Regions from separate parts of the Anser cygnoides genome. Here region 2 is linked to region 1. The links are chromatin contacts, called in public Hi-C maps. All regions are on one chromosome and are shown on one strand. Each heading gives the region's core, a stretch centred on a gene start, on an enhancer-like site or on the middle of the called end of the contact. The rest is flanking DNA. Distances are from core to core; before and after follow the strand shown. Region 1 holds the start of LOC106039999 (MOB-like protein phocein). Region 2 overlaps ANKRD44 (ankyrin repeat domain 44).

Region 1 (7,030 bases), core at 2,143-4,642:
CACCCACCCAACGAAGATAAAGCCAGATGTTTCTTTGGTTACTTTCTTTTAACCAGGATGGAGGTACCAAGTACTACAGGTGCAAGAATGTAACTTGATTCAGCCACTTTAATACCAATGGCATCTAGCGAATGCTGCTAATCCCATTAAATAACTACAGTATTTATTACTGACAGTGTGACGTTTTGGGAACCAGCTTAATGTGCATTCACGAAGTTGGGAAACCTACCTTATCTTCTAGTACAATCTTTGTACCCCCATATTCTGGTAACAAAACCTTTTCACCAACTTTAACACTCACTGGATGAATCTCACCATCCTGAAAGAAAAAAAAAAGGTCCTTGGTTTTCCACAAGTTAAACAGAGAGGACTAGTATCAGAGTTTCTCCATATTGCAATGATCTATCCACAAAAAGCATTCAAGATACCACATCAACTCTACATTTTATTTGTAGAGTGAAACTAGAATACATTTTATCTGTAGAGTTTCTTTCTTTCTAAAAGAGACAGATAAAGTCCACTTCCATATTCTAAAACCATGGCTAATTTTTCCAAGTGACAGTTACAAGTACTTTCCCATGTTTAGCACTGAAAAGTTACTCAAAGTAACACTGGCAAATCTATATCCTTTTTAGAACCATGCGATAAAGTTAAGTATCAACATATTAGTCAAATATTAGCATCATTTCACAATATGAAGTTTTGAAAAGCAGATAAAGAGACAAAAAAGCACGGTATCTATAGAGGACTCACAATTAAAGAAGCCCGAGTCAACATGCCCAAGTTAAATTTTAACCTGTTTTCTACCATTGGTACTAAATAAACACTGCTTTGGTGGAGAAAAAGAACTTCCAATGCTGAAGCCTGTTGCCACAGGCATTTCGAGACTGTGAAATGAAGTTAAGACCATCTTTTTTAAGATCTCAGATGAGCAGTCAACATGGCAAGTTTATGAAAGCTGACTTACCATTTCAATTCATTTCCTATTTTTTTTCTAGTGAACACAACCTTTAGAAACCATGATTGCACAGCACAAGGCAGTGAACACCACATTCTGCAAATCCACCCTGCTCATGAGCCACATAACTCTAGACATGTAATCATTTGAACAAAAAAAAAAGCCTACCACAGGCAAGGCATTGAAGGACTGAAGCAATTAAAAAAAGCCATCCCCCAAAACACTCAATATTAAAAGTCACTATTGTTTAAGGATGCTTGTAAATGTCAACAAATAATAATAAGTTTCCAAAAGCAAGTATTTTCCATTTTATAAATGACAAAAAAAAGACTGGAACTCAAGGTCAGAGCCAGCCAGAGGAACTTGGGATTTCTACATCCTCTTTGAATTTGCACTTCAAACTTCAGCCATTACCCTCATCCATTTTTGTCAGATATCTTAAAACTTGCACTGCAACCATCCCTTTCCCACTGTATTTTTCCAGCTGCTGCCAACACTATTACTAATTCTACCCAAATGTAATGCTTCAGGATATTTACCTTTCCTCTGGCTCCCGATCCAACTGCTACTACTGTTGCTTGTAGCACTTTCCCTTGAGCTTTTTCTGGAATCATGATTCCTCCTTTGGTTACAGTCTCTGCTGCACATCGTTCAACCAGAACACGATCAAACAGGGGAAGGAATTTCCTAAATGCTTTTCCTGCCTGTGGAAATAATTGTAAATAATTGAGAAGTAAAAACATTCCAGTAAAACTGCAATTAAAAGGTTTTTAAAACCATAGATTTCTCTTTTGAGAGATCAGAGGTTTATAAACCTGATGAGCATTTAGTTTTAACAGTGGCAAACACACACCATCTTCAATTGCATCAGATATCAATGAAGAAATGAGGAAAGCTGTTACAGCTGTTCCACGTTGCAAGGCCTCCACGTTGCAGCTGCCTCTCAAGCAGCCTTCAGAGGCACATATTGGGCAATGTTTGCAGTTGAGCCATACAAAGCTCCTGGTCCAGGTGAGGGAACAAACCACCATCAGGTGGAGCAGCCACCTCACGTGGCTGCAAGCACCACGTGCTTTTGATCCTATAAACGGTTAGTTACTATAGTTTGTGAGCACAGTTATTGATTATAGAAAACCTATTTTTAAATTCACAAACAGATTTAATGAAGATTAAGGACTTCTTAGGACAGTTGCATTCTTGTTTGTTGTAGTGGAGTCTTCTACAGTAAAGAAGTTAAAGTCTGGCCAGGCTCCACGTGTCAGTCTTTTTCAGGTAACTTCAAGACTAAACCTTTCACACGATGTGATACAACTTCTAAAGTTTGAAGTCTGAAGCAAGAGTGCTGTTATTTGGATAGATTTCTATAAATAAACTGCAACTTCACAAAAACATTTAGATTTATGTCCCTAGGAACAGGGAAACAAGCACATTCCTACCTTGACTGCTTTTCCTTCATGTAGGAGGATAGTCATAATCTGCCTCTACTTAAGGGTTAATTAGCTTTTTAAAGCACTTTACTGTGACTGGTTGCACAAACACAAGGACAGAATCCCAATAAGCAGGGATCAGGGAGAAGGAACTTGCTTTGATTTAGAAGGAAAGATATGGAGCCATGCCAGGTCACGTGGAGATAGTGCTCCATGAGACAGGTACCCTGGGCTCACAGGGAGCACGCTTATGGAAGCCACTAGAAGCGAGGGCCTGGTGTCCACGTGCCCCTCAGTGACACTCATCGGTATGTGCACACGAACTTTAAAAATAGGGCTAGTAAAGTCACAGACAAGAAAAGCGTATGAAAGCTGCCTCCCCCAAGAGGAGGGCCGATACTACCAGAAGAATAAAAAAAAGATAGAAAGAGCTGCCAATTATGATTGGGTTTGTTCTATAAAGTTAATATTGCTGATTTTTTTTTAAAGGGATGGTCGCTGTTTAGCTGAAACAAGCAACCAGACGTAAGAACAGAGGCATTTTACGCTAAGTCTTAAGAAATGCTACCTTCTTGCCCTCAAAAGAGCCATAAGGATGAACTGTAAGTGGAAGAATAAGGACAGCCCTACCCTTACCCAGTTCTCCTTCAAAGGCAAACCTAGACAGAAGGAGCTCATACAAGGCAGCGAATGAATGACCCGACACGCGATACCGGAGGCCTCGCTTCGACCTGCGGTTGTAGCAGGAGCACGTCGCAGCCCTGCCCGGCGGCCGTACAGCTGAGGGCCTGCTAAGGAACGCTGCACTAACGCTACTAGGGAGCCCAGGGCAGCCCGCGGCGACGCCGCGGCCCTGGCAGCTCCCCCCCGAGAACTCCATGACCTTGCGGCGCCGACGGCCCGCTGCGCTGCGAGCCCCCGAGCGGAGCGGCCCCACCTGCGGCACCCGGCACACAAGGGAGAGCCGCCTGCAGCGCCAGCCCCCTCCGGGGCACCGCGGCGGCTCCCCCCCGGTCCCCCCCCCCGGAGACAGCCGTTCCCCCCGGGACCCCGACACGTGTGGGCCGGGCCGGGCCGCCCGCTCTCACCATGCTGCTGCCGCCGCGCTGCCCGCCCCGAGCGCCCCGTGCCCGCCGCAGGAAGGGCAGCGCCTGCGCATGCGCCGCCAGCGGCCCAACCCCAGGGCGGGGCCCAGCCCCGCTCCCGTCGCTGCTGTCGTTACCCCGGCCCGGCCCCGCCCCCGCCCCACTCCGCTCCCGCCGCCGGGCCCGAGCCCCTCCAACCGCGTCCCGCTCGCTGCGGCCGCCGAAGGGGCCGTGCAACGCCCGGCCGGTGGCGGGGCCCAGCGGCGGTCCGGCAGCGAGGCGGAGCCGCCCCCTGACCCCGGGCGGGCACGAGCGTTCCAGAACGTTCTGGAACCGCCGGGCCCCGCAACCTGCACCCTCTGTGCCGGGGCACGGCGCGCATGCGCACGGCGCCCCGGAGCCCCTGAGGCTGCGGCGCGCAGGGCTGAGCCGGGCCGGCCATGCAGGTTCCCGGGCCCGGCCGCGCGGGGCCCGCCGTGGGCGGGCGCCCGGCGAGGGGCGGGGCCGAGGCAGCGGGAGCTGAGCGCCGCCCGCCCCGCGCGCACAGCACCCGCACGCTGCCCGCCTGCCCCGCACGGCCCCGCCGGTGAGAGCCGGGACGCGGCCCGGGGGAGCTGGGGGCTGCGCTCAGCCCCAGCTGCCCTCAGGGTGGCCATTAACGTCCTGAGGGGGCGCGCGCCGGGCGGCCGTTACGGGGGGGGGGGGGGGCAAACCGCGTGTGTGAGGCCTGGCGGCGGCTCCGGAACGCGGCTGGGGCCAGGGGCAAGGGCGGTGGGGGGGTGTCGGCGGGGGTGTCCTGGTGCTCCTGGGGCTCGTGGGGCTGGCGGCCCCGCGGCCGTGCAGCGCGGCCCGGCTGGCGGCAGGGGGCGAGCGGCGCTTGACCTTGCGGCGCGTGTCCTGCGAGGCGGCGTGGCCCGGCCGGCCGCCGGGGCCTCGGGGCCCTGAGCACTGGGTTGGCTGCGGTGGGCTTCTGCTCTTGTTCTTGTTCGGGAACTGGCTCTGCTAAACCTGACAGTTATTTGCTTTTTTTTTTTTCTTTTTCGTTTTGCAGCCATGCTCCGTTTACCTGCAGTGCTCCGTCAGATGAGGCCAGTGTCCAGAGCACTCGCCCCCCACCTAACGCGAGCGTATGCCAAAGATGTGAAGTTCGGAGCAGATGCCAGAGCTCTTATGCTCCAAGGAGTAGACCTCCTAGCAGATGCTGTAGCAGTCACCATGGGGCCAAAGGTAAGCAAAGACTTTGCATTTGTTTTGTGTTAACGCTTTGGTCTGGCTGAAAACAGATAGATAGAGAACAGTTTTTCCTAGGTGGAGCTGTGTTATTCCCATCTGTGTGCCTGTAACGGAGCTGCAGGGGCATGGGCAGGCAGCTGCAGGCAGCCATATTCTCATTCAGTCACCTCCCCACGGGCACAAAGTAAGATGGATCTGAACACTGTGGAAGGTGCTGCACGTTATTGGGAACGGTTTGAAATAAAATAGGTCAAGGGGGCATGCATGACTAGTTACTCTGGCTCATTTGATAGCCTGTAACAATGTAGTAGATAATTAATCCGACTCACAACATAAGTAGTTAAATTAGTTCTATTTCTTTGAAATATGAAATATTTTTTTGTATAGTTTTGCCTTCTAGAAGTAACAAAGTAGAAGTACTAAAAGCATAATGTTGAGTTTTCGGTTGACTGGTAAATGTTACCAGCTTAAGTGAAAATTCATGGTAGTGGCCTTCATTTTATGTTGCCTGTAGGGCAAATTGTAGTCTGATTCCCTTCAAGTTTTAGGCTGTTTTGAAAGCTAGCTGTTATATTCTGCATAGTCATACAGCATGCAGTAAGGCTTGAAACAAGGCTCCTTTTTAAGGAAGAGACATTGATTTTTTTCAGGTTCGTAGGAATATCTGTTCCAAGTGGTGTGTCTGTAATGGTTTCTTTGGAATTTAGGTAGTAGGTAGTAGTGACCGGGTGTTAGTGGGGTGGGTGGGATAGTGGTGAAGTACCTGCAAGCTGCAGTTCTGCAGCTTTTGAGGCTTTTTAATTAGTTACATTGAATCACTTTAGCTTCTTGATAGGATTAACATAGTGACTGTTTTGTCTGTTCTCTAAAGTATGCTCACTACATCTCAGAATACTTGTGGAAGCTTTTAACAAAGGCACAGTTCAGCTCTTTGAAGCTTCTAGTTTGTCAACTTTAAGTACAACTTTGAAATGATATATTTGAAATAAAGTAGACTAAATGAAATGAAGGTAGGAGGTTCAGCACATACGATAACAGCGTGTGCGTGGTAGATCTTGTCAAGGCTGCTTGGCCTCTCTGAAATTATTCTTTGCACATTTTTGGAGCCTAACTAGCTTTATTGAAAGACAGAAATGCCATAAACTGAGCAAGGTGAAGGTTAAGGAACAGTGATGTCAGCAAACTACAGCTGCTTCCCATAAGCACAGTTCTGCAGAAGGGAATAAAGTTGCAGTGCAGTCAGTTGATATAACTTGTCTTTGCCTCAGGCAATGTTGTGAACGTCTAAGCATGATTTTAATGTACTGCTCAAAGGGCAGTTCCTGATGCAACTTTCTGCAACCTTGTGGATTTCTTGTTCCAGCATTGCCACTTTTATTGACTGTTCTCTGTGCATTTACAGAGATTTAGAGGTTGTACTGTAATACCTGGTTCAGCCTCCAGCATTTTTTAAGAACTACCACACTTGTGAGGAAACTTCCCTTTTGAACTGTTCTGTATTTAAAGAAGTTGGTTTACAGTCTTACACAATCATCTGATACTGCTGCCAACTGGCCAGTTGCTTTGTCATTGTGATTCTTGATATGCAGGACCATTCAAAATGCGGCTGTATTTATGGCTGGCATTCCTTGGTTCAGAAACACAAAGCATCTCTTTGAGTGTAAGCTGGTTAATGTGATGGGATATAAGCAGATGTTGTTCTGCCACTCACCTCGTACCTACCAAACGCCTTTGGAATAAGAACAAGACAAAATATAGAAGAAAAATTAAGCAACATGAGGAGGGACTATGTGAAGAGGAGCTTATCAGTATCAGTGTCCACCGAGGTCTTCTTGTTCTTGAACCACTTTTAGATTTTGAATAGTGCAGGTCAAATGAAGTAGCAGTAAGAAATCATGTTAAGTAATAATTTGCCATGATTGTTTTATAGGAGAAAACTAACAATATGCAAACTCTCATGAGTTCAAAGTTAGTAACTAAAGCTCAACATTTCTTTTTTCTGTAGTTTCTAGGGCTAGCTGTACTATAGTCTCTTCCATGGCAGCAGTCCAAGGTTAGTTAAATCACTGAGGCAGATGTGAGTGGGCACTGTGCAGGTGAGACCACGGTGCACCATAGTGGCAGCATGCTCTGTCCAAATTCTTAGACAGCTTGGCTTGCCATTCAAGCTCTGCTCTGAGCCAGAGCCACACTGGCATGTGATCAGCTACAGCGGTGTTTCAGCAGGAGCCAGCATGCTCAGCTCTGAGTTGGGCCTGACAGGCCAGGTGAGGGGACAGTGCAGGATCAGCTGGGAGTGACCGGGGTGAGCTGGGGCCTTGGATCTC
Region 2 (7,030 bases), core at 1,947-4,446, 140 kb after region 1:
GCTGTCGCGTTGAATTAGGTATGTAAGAGCAATTTCACTTTGTCATGTAAAGAGCCCCAATCCACAAAGAGGTAAGGGAATACAGAAAACCGCTGAAGAAGAAAAGGCTGATAACATGCTGTGGATTATTTTATTTATACTGGTAGTGTTTTGCTTTTGTTATTTTCCTTAGCTCTGTTCTTGGCAGCTAACTTCAGCTTCCTGAAGGGTGGGTGGATCAGTGAAAGGCATGAATAACTACTGAAGGAGACACTTCCCTAGGTTTTCTAATCATCTTTGTATTCTCTGATGCTCCTGGAGTTGGTGAATATTGAGGAATGACGTGATTTTGGTCACACTTTGCTACTCTGTACATAAGCCTTTCTGATTTCTTACCATCTGCTTGTGGGACTTGGTGAATGGCCAGAAATAAGCCAAAAGAAAACTTAGTTAAGAAAAAAAAAAGCAAGACAAATGCAAAATAAATTTGTAGACGTAAAAAAGAGGCATTTAGTGGCAATCATTAGGAATTCATCTAGGCATTTTGTATCCCCAAAGTCCCTATAGGATCACATCGGTGTAACATGAGGTACCTTGGAGTCATCACGGGTGGAGGAGGCGGTTGCTTTATGCAAATCTGGAGGCGTCTCAGGTAGCTTAGCTTCAGAGTGAGTACCAACATATTTCAGTCATAATGGCCTTCTCAAGTAGATAAAAGAAGGTAGCAACTTCCTTGCTTTATATCTAGATTCATTAGAAAACACTTTGAAACTATTGCTGTCCTTACTATGGGGTGCTTCTCTAGAGGGCAGGTTGTGCCACTGGGTACAAAGTTCTGAGGTGAGGTATTGCCTCTGATTGTTGCAATAGTTATGAAAGTGGCTTTCTTTTTCTTGGAGCCAAAAAATTATATCCCAGCTTGTGGTAATCTGAAAGAACTTGTTTCTTCTCTGATTATCTAGTACAATTCCCAATAACCACGGTGATTCAGAGGTGAGTACCTTAATATTCCTGAGAAACAGCTTTCAGAAAGTGCTTCTGATCCAGAGTGTGATTTATTAATTAAAAGATTTTATATGCACTTAAGTTGTGGTGCACAATGGAGTTTAAGAATCCCTTTGTTCATAAAGTTCAAAGGCACGTCCAGGCTACGTGCATAATGCTTGTGCTTCTTTAAATTTTTTCTTCATGTGCCAGACTTCTCAAACTAGCACTGCTGGCTGTAGGCCTAAGAGGTACAATGTTTTCAGGTTAAGCCCTTTTAAAATGCAAGAGTTTCTCCAGTTCCTTCCACTAGATGTCCTGTTTTGGGGTATCACTTCAATGGATAGTTTAATATTTCTTTCAAACAGATCTGTCTCATTACAGAAATGTACAGGATCCATTTCTTTTTTGTCTGTAGTCAGCCAACACTGCAGTAGTTGTTAAATATTCATTCTTTATCCATTATTCTGTCAAGCGACCTTGAAACCATCCTCTTGCACAGCTGTCTTTTGCCAGAGTGCCCATTAGCACTGAATTGTGGATGAGGCAAATGGGTAGTGCCCTTCATCTCCCTTCTGGTGTCTGCTGAGGAGCACCCACAGATGCAGAGGTGGGGAGGGAGGCACCTGTTTCCCCCGCAGCCGGCACGCTTCCCCATCATGTTTTATTGGTCACATCAAGATCTGCTCAACAGGGAAGCAGCATTTTAACAGACATCCTGTATCTGTTAATCCTATAAATCCACACACACAGACACACAAGTACATATGTACATACATAAACCCCTACTACAAATCCTGCTTCTTTTGTGTCCTATAAACAAGGCTGCTCCTGCTAATATTGAGATTTGATCAGTTCCCTTCTTTCTGAATTGTGCGCCTGCTCCTATCTGCCCAGGAGATGGAACTGTATTTCTAAGGGTAACGGAGTGCCAGAAGAGTTGGCAGAGCCACGAGGAGAGCACTAAATCCGCCTCGGCTCCTGTTACTAGGAAACGAGTTGGGCAACGCTCTTCGTGTCGCACCCAAGGCATGGATGTAACCTCTGCTTGTTTACTTGCAGGCGCTCGTGTTAATGCCAAGGACAACATGTGGCTGACTCCTCTCCACCGAGCAGTTGCTTCAAGGAGTGAAGTGAGTAAGATTTGATTACTCTGCTTTTGCACGTAAACTCCATGCTGGGGAAAAAAGCAAATCATTGAAAGCCACAGTAGGCAGCACAGTGACAAACGGGGAGAACATTTGCTGTGTGCAGGGCCTTTAGCATTGCAGCCAGAGGCCAACTTTTACCAGTTAATTATAGTTGCTTTTGAGCCTTTGATTTTCCCCCTGTTGGGATGCTTTGCGTTACTGTAGCAAGTTGTCCGGAGCAACCACCAGCTGGAGTGAGTGACCCTGGCTGAAGTGGAGTAGAATCACCGTGGTCTTCAGGGTCATTATCATCAAGTGATAAAATAAGGAGGAATAAACCCATACGGATGTGTTCATGCTGTGTATGTGCCAGGAGGGAGTGGATGTGTGTGTGTGTAATCCTACATGTATTACTGCACAGTTCATTTTGGTTAATTGCATTTCAAGGCATCCGTTAGCTTTTCTGTTAATTCACTTGATTCATGCATAAGGGAGGTATGCCCATATTTTTCTACTTGACAGCTAGAAATCTTCTGGCATCACATTGTACTCTCTCCATTGCTATTTCAAGAAGCAGCAACAGTAACTAACTGGAATGCAGCTCAGGCATGACTGCGTTTTCAACTGTACCAGTATTTTGGCTGTCCATTTTGGACCTTCTCCTATACTTCTGTCCTCCTAATACTTCGTTAACAGCAAGCCCAACTGCAGGCTGATTTGGCTGCTGGGGGCAAGGGGAGGGGATGCAGGAGAGAGAGAGGGTGGCTGTTTTCCAGGGACTGATGGACTTGAATCACCTCTGTAACAGTCCCAGTGCCTGCCAAGCCTGGAGGCAGGAATCCTGGGCTCGCTTCTGAACTCAGGCATTGTTTGGCTACTGGCTGAGCTTCCCAGCTGCTGGCAGCCACCAAAACCCGCTGAAAGGAATATCTGATAGGATATGAATGCTGTAATGAGACAAAATACAAAAAGCCATGTTGGAAAACAAAGATCAGACTTCAGCCTTAAAAAACAACTACGCTCTTTCTGATTCAGGAATTGCAGTATTTGGTTCCTTTTTTGGATGTGTCAGAGTACATGATTTTTATTTTCAATCACAGTTCTAACTGAAAATGCATGTCTTCTTGTGGGTTTGTCTCTTTTACTCTTTGGCTGCTGACAGCCAGTTTTAAGATGAGAAGCTCTTCTCCAGTGCTGGCAGTTCTGGTACCCCAGTGAGGCAGCAGGGGAAGGCGTATGGTATGAAAGAGTTAAGAGATTTCACTCTGATATCATGGGTTAGCTGGAAACACTGAAAACAGAGGCTTACGCTATAGCTGCGGACTGCATGCACATGTAGAAATTATGCTAAGAAAAAGGTCTAGCTCATGCTCTCAAAACCAATAAAATTAAAATTTCCCCATAAAGATTTTAACACTCTGTTAGTCTGATAGAGCAGCAGATCTGCAGATGTAAACAAAAATGTATACACACTTAAAAAACAAATAAAGTGTAACTATTATTAGCTTTGACTTTTCAGTCCTTATTGGTTAGTTTAAAAAATTCTTCCATAACTTTTTCCTTCCTTCATTAATAGTCAAATTGTATGATTTTTCCCGATGACTTCATGTCACAGCTGGATAGATCCCCAGTGAATTATATTTAAATGATTTTGAAAATAGTGGGCCTGTAGTTTAAAAAAAGAAAATCCTGTTGTGACATGAACAATATATCATTCTTGGTGTTTGAAGAGATGCAAACTGAACTAACTGAACAAATCTGTTAGATGACAGTTGGTGTAGAAAACAAAATTGTAGAAATTGTAGAAATTGATTGAGAACAATTGAGAACAAAGAACTAAAACTCCTAGTAATGGGATGTATTGTTGATACAGACTGCAGGCACTCTCTGGGGCATTTCTAGATACAAAAATGCTTTTTAAATGTACATATGATATATTTGTTATTTATTAATAAAACGTTGGCTGGACTTGCCAGAAAACTTTTCAGTTTATGGAAAAAGAATAAGGTAGTATAGGGCTACAGCTCTGCCGCTTCCCAGCTGTGAGTTGTAATTAGCAGACGAGGCTACTTGAATGCTACTGTGTCCCTGTGGTTCCTTTGTATTTTGTTGGTTTGTGGGGGGAAAAAAAGAAGAGAAGAAGCAATGTAATTTAGAGAGAAACTTTTTTAATCTGGCTTGCTTAATGGAAGTTCTATGAGTGGGAGCAGAAAAAAAGCTGATGGTAAATTCTCAAGTGAGACAGTCCCTCAAGAGAGAAGAATACATTTTCTCACAGGGAAATATTCACTTTTAACCAACAAAATGGTTCGTTTAACCTTAAAAGATGTTGTTTGGTCTCAGGCTGATAGAATGGATGTTGCAGTGAAGACTCTTGGCCTGTGCTCAGCCCTTAGGGAGGGAAGGAATGCTAATGGCAGCTGGGGACATACACCAGTGTCAACCTTTGCCTGTGATTCTCATGTTTTTGCAAAGCTAAAATTTTGTTTTTAGATATATATATATATTTTCCTTTTTCCTGTTTATAAATAAAACTTAGAGCGATTTACTGTGATTTCATTGTCCAAAATGACATGCTCTTCATTTTGTAAATAATATGTGTAAGAGGGTGCTCAGATAAGTCCATTTGTTTCTTAAGGTATAGCACAGTTAGGACGACTGAGGTATTGAGGGTTAATCAACCAAACAGGTTGGGCTGTCTGCATAGACAGCTTTGTATGTCATAAAATCTAATTTGGAAATTTTGATTGCAAGCACACTGCTCTGTGTGACAGCAAAGGTGATGCACAGTCTGGCATTTGAATGAGCAGTACTGTTTCAGTAACCTGAGAGGTTGTTTAGGTGAATGTTGTTCTCTTTCCCTCCTCCTGGCCATGCCTGGGATGCGTAAGTAAAATGCATACATAACATCACTGAGCTGTCAAGAATATGTGCGCTGTATTTATTCAAACTGCTTGTTTATAGCTCTTAAGTGCTCCCGTTGCAGGAAGCAGTGCAAGTACTGATTAAGCACTCAGCTGATGTCAATGCTCGGGACAAGAACTGGCAGACCCCGTTGCACGTGGCTGCTGCAAACAAGGCGGTGAAGTGCGCAGAAGTCATCATTCCCATGCTGAGCAGCGTCAATGTCTCTGACCGAGGTGGGCGGACGGCATTGCACCATGCAGCTCTGAATGGCCACATTGAGGTGAGTTGGTTAATAGCAAAATTGATCTTTGATTACTTATTTGGTTTTTCCTCTTTCAAATGTTTGTCCACTATGGCTGGGTCTGGACTGAGTCCCATATCCCTGACACCTATGATTGCTGTCATTCAGCTGCTTCCCAAACTGTGCCAAGTTACCTATCTACAGAAGTAAGAGTGGCAGGAAAGCATGTGTACAGAGCTGGCATGCAAGTGAACTGTGCATGCAAACTTGGGGAGCTGGCTGTGCCACCAGCCCTGGCAATTCGAGTGTGTCCTGGGCTATTTTGTGCTTAACTGCCTGAGAAAATAAGAGAAGAATGGAAAGAAGGAAAAACTGCTGGATTCATTTCATACTGAAAAAAAGTTCAGCTGTGTGAGATCCAGTCTGATTTTCTAATCAGTCTTCTAGAAAATTTGCTTCTTTTTTTTTTGAGATCATCCATACTGCTTCTCCTTACCTAATACAAGTAAACCCTTCTCTTATTACAATTTCTATACAAAAAAAAAACATAGTTTTGTAAATAAAGAACCTTCATAAATGGTTTTGATAGTCTTTAAATCTGTGTGGAAGGATTCTTCCAGCACCTGAAGTTCATCTAGAATAAAATGTCTTCAACTGGAACAGTAAAAATCCGTCAACAAAAGTTGATCAGTTGACACTGTAATTAAAAGAAGGAAAGGGAAGAGTAGTTCCTGTAAAACAATGATAGTGTTTGTCCTTTAAACTCCTGCTTTGGCCTTTTTCTAACTACTAATAGAAAAAGATAGTAATGCTTGAATCTAACAGTCATAATATAAAGTTCCTGATATTTTGGGTAGAGTATATCAGAAATTATAATTGAAATTATGCTGTTTATTAGATGATCTCTGTACTGATGGAAAAGCACTGTACAAGAGAAAAGCAAATATGCAGCTCTGTAATTTATGATTTCAGAATGTTTTGCTGGAGAAGAAACTAGTTGAATGCCATTCAGTTTTCTTTCTTTTTTTTACCTGATTTTTTTTTTTTTATTTCTAAATATTGGATGACTGATAATAGGGAAAGCAGCTTTTCACTTCTTAGCCATACTGCCTAAAATTTCAGTATCTCATACAAAACAGCCTGATTTTGTGATCCCAACTTTATCACTAGAATGGTTTGTTATAAGCTATTGAGTGTCTGATCCACATGGTTTGCTCTCATTACTACTAGATGGTGAACTTGCTGTTAGCCAAGGGGGCAAACATCAATGCTTTCGACAAAAAGGACAGAAGAGCTCTTCACTGGGCAGCGTATATGGGTAAGGCTCAGGTTGTTGTTCCTTGTTCTAATTTCCTGTTGACAAGCTGTCAGCATGTTTTACAGTGGACAAGACACAGACCTGTCCATGGAAGGTGAGAGATGTATTCACCCTGTTCAGGGAGGAGGTTGGCTGATTTAAATACACAATGCCCACTTAGTTGTGGTTTTTGGTCTTTTAATGACTGGAAAACCAATTCAGTAAAGAGAACTTTGACCCATCTGATGAAGGGGAATGTGTATTGCATGCATTTCTTGACCAGGTCTGGAGCTATAATTAAGAATATTTTGAAAATGATTTTTTTTTTCTTTGTAAAACTCTGGGAGCAGTGTGAAACATCAGTGAAAGGGCCAGTGCATTAGCAAAAAAGCAGTAATTTGTGGGTAGTGAGGCTGGTATACCTGTTGATACTCTTTTTCATTTTTTTGAAGGTCACCTGGAAGTTGTTGCCTTACTGATTAATCATGGTGC

Evidence for each region. Hi-C and Micro-C count contacts between places; a contact is called where the count stands out from the background.
Region 2: a Hi-C map of liver shows a contact between it and region 1, with 2.5 times the contacts expected there. The contact joins the enhancer-like site here to the promoter of LOC106039999 in region 1. A contact is called at or near these places in 2 of 7 Hi-C or Micro-C datasets (both in liver).

Annotation. Positions count from the first base shown.
Region 1 is chr6:3,077,727-3,084,756 of Taihu_goose_T2T_genome, forward strand. It overlaps LOC106039999 (MOB-like protein phocein), which reads right to left and starts at 3,393. Exons shown (of 9, transcript XM_066999961.1): 1 at 2,395-3,393; 2 at 1,498-1,662. The coding sequence starts at 2,430. HSPD1 (heat shock protein family D (Hsp60) member 1) reads left to right here and starts at 3,900. Exons shown (of 12, transcript XM_066999956.1): 1 at 3,900-4,056; 2 at 4,522-4,697. The coding sequence starts at 4,524.
Region 2 is chr6:3,219,860-3,226,889 of Taihu_goose_T2T_genome, forward strand. It overlaps ANKRD44 (ankyrin repeat domain 44), which reads left to right. Exons shown (of 29, transcript XM_066999926.1): 4 at 2,026-2,096; 5 at 5,080-5,280; 6 at 6,472-6,559; 7 at 6,991-7,030. Among named protein-coding and RNA genes, the nearest start is that of PGAP1, 61 kb to the right of the region's middle. Within about 2 kb of position 3,197, at least 1 of the 3 cell types and tissues checked has open chromatin away from gene starts, as enhancers often do. A contact at or near this core is called in liver, where this site is marked.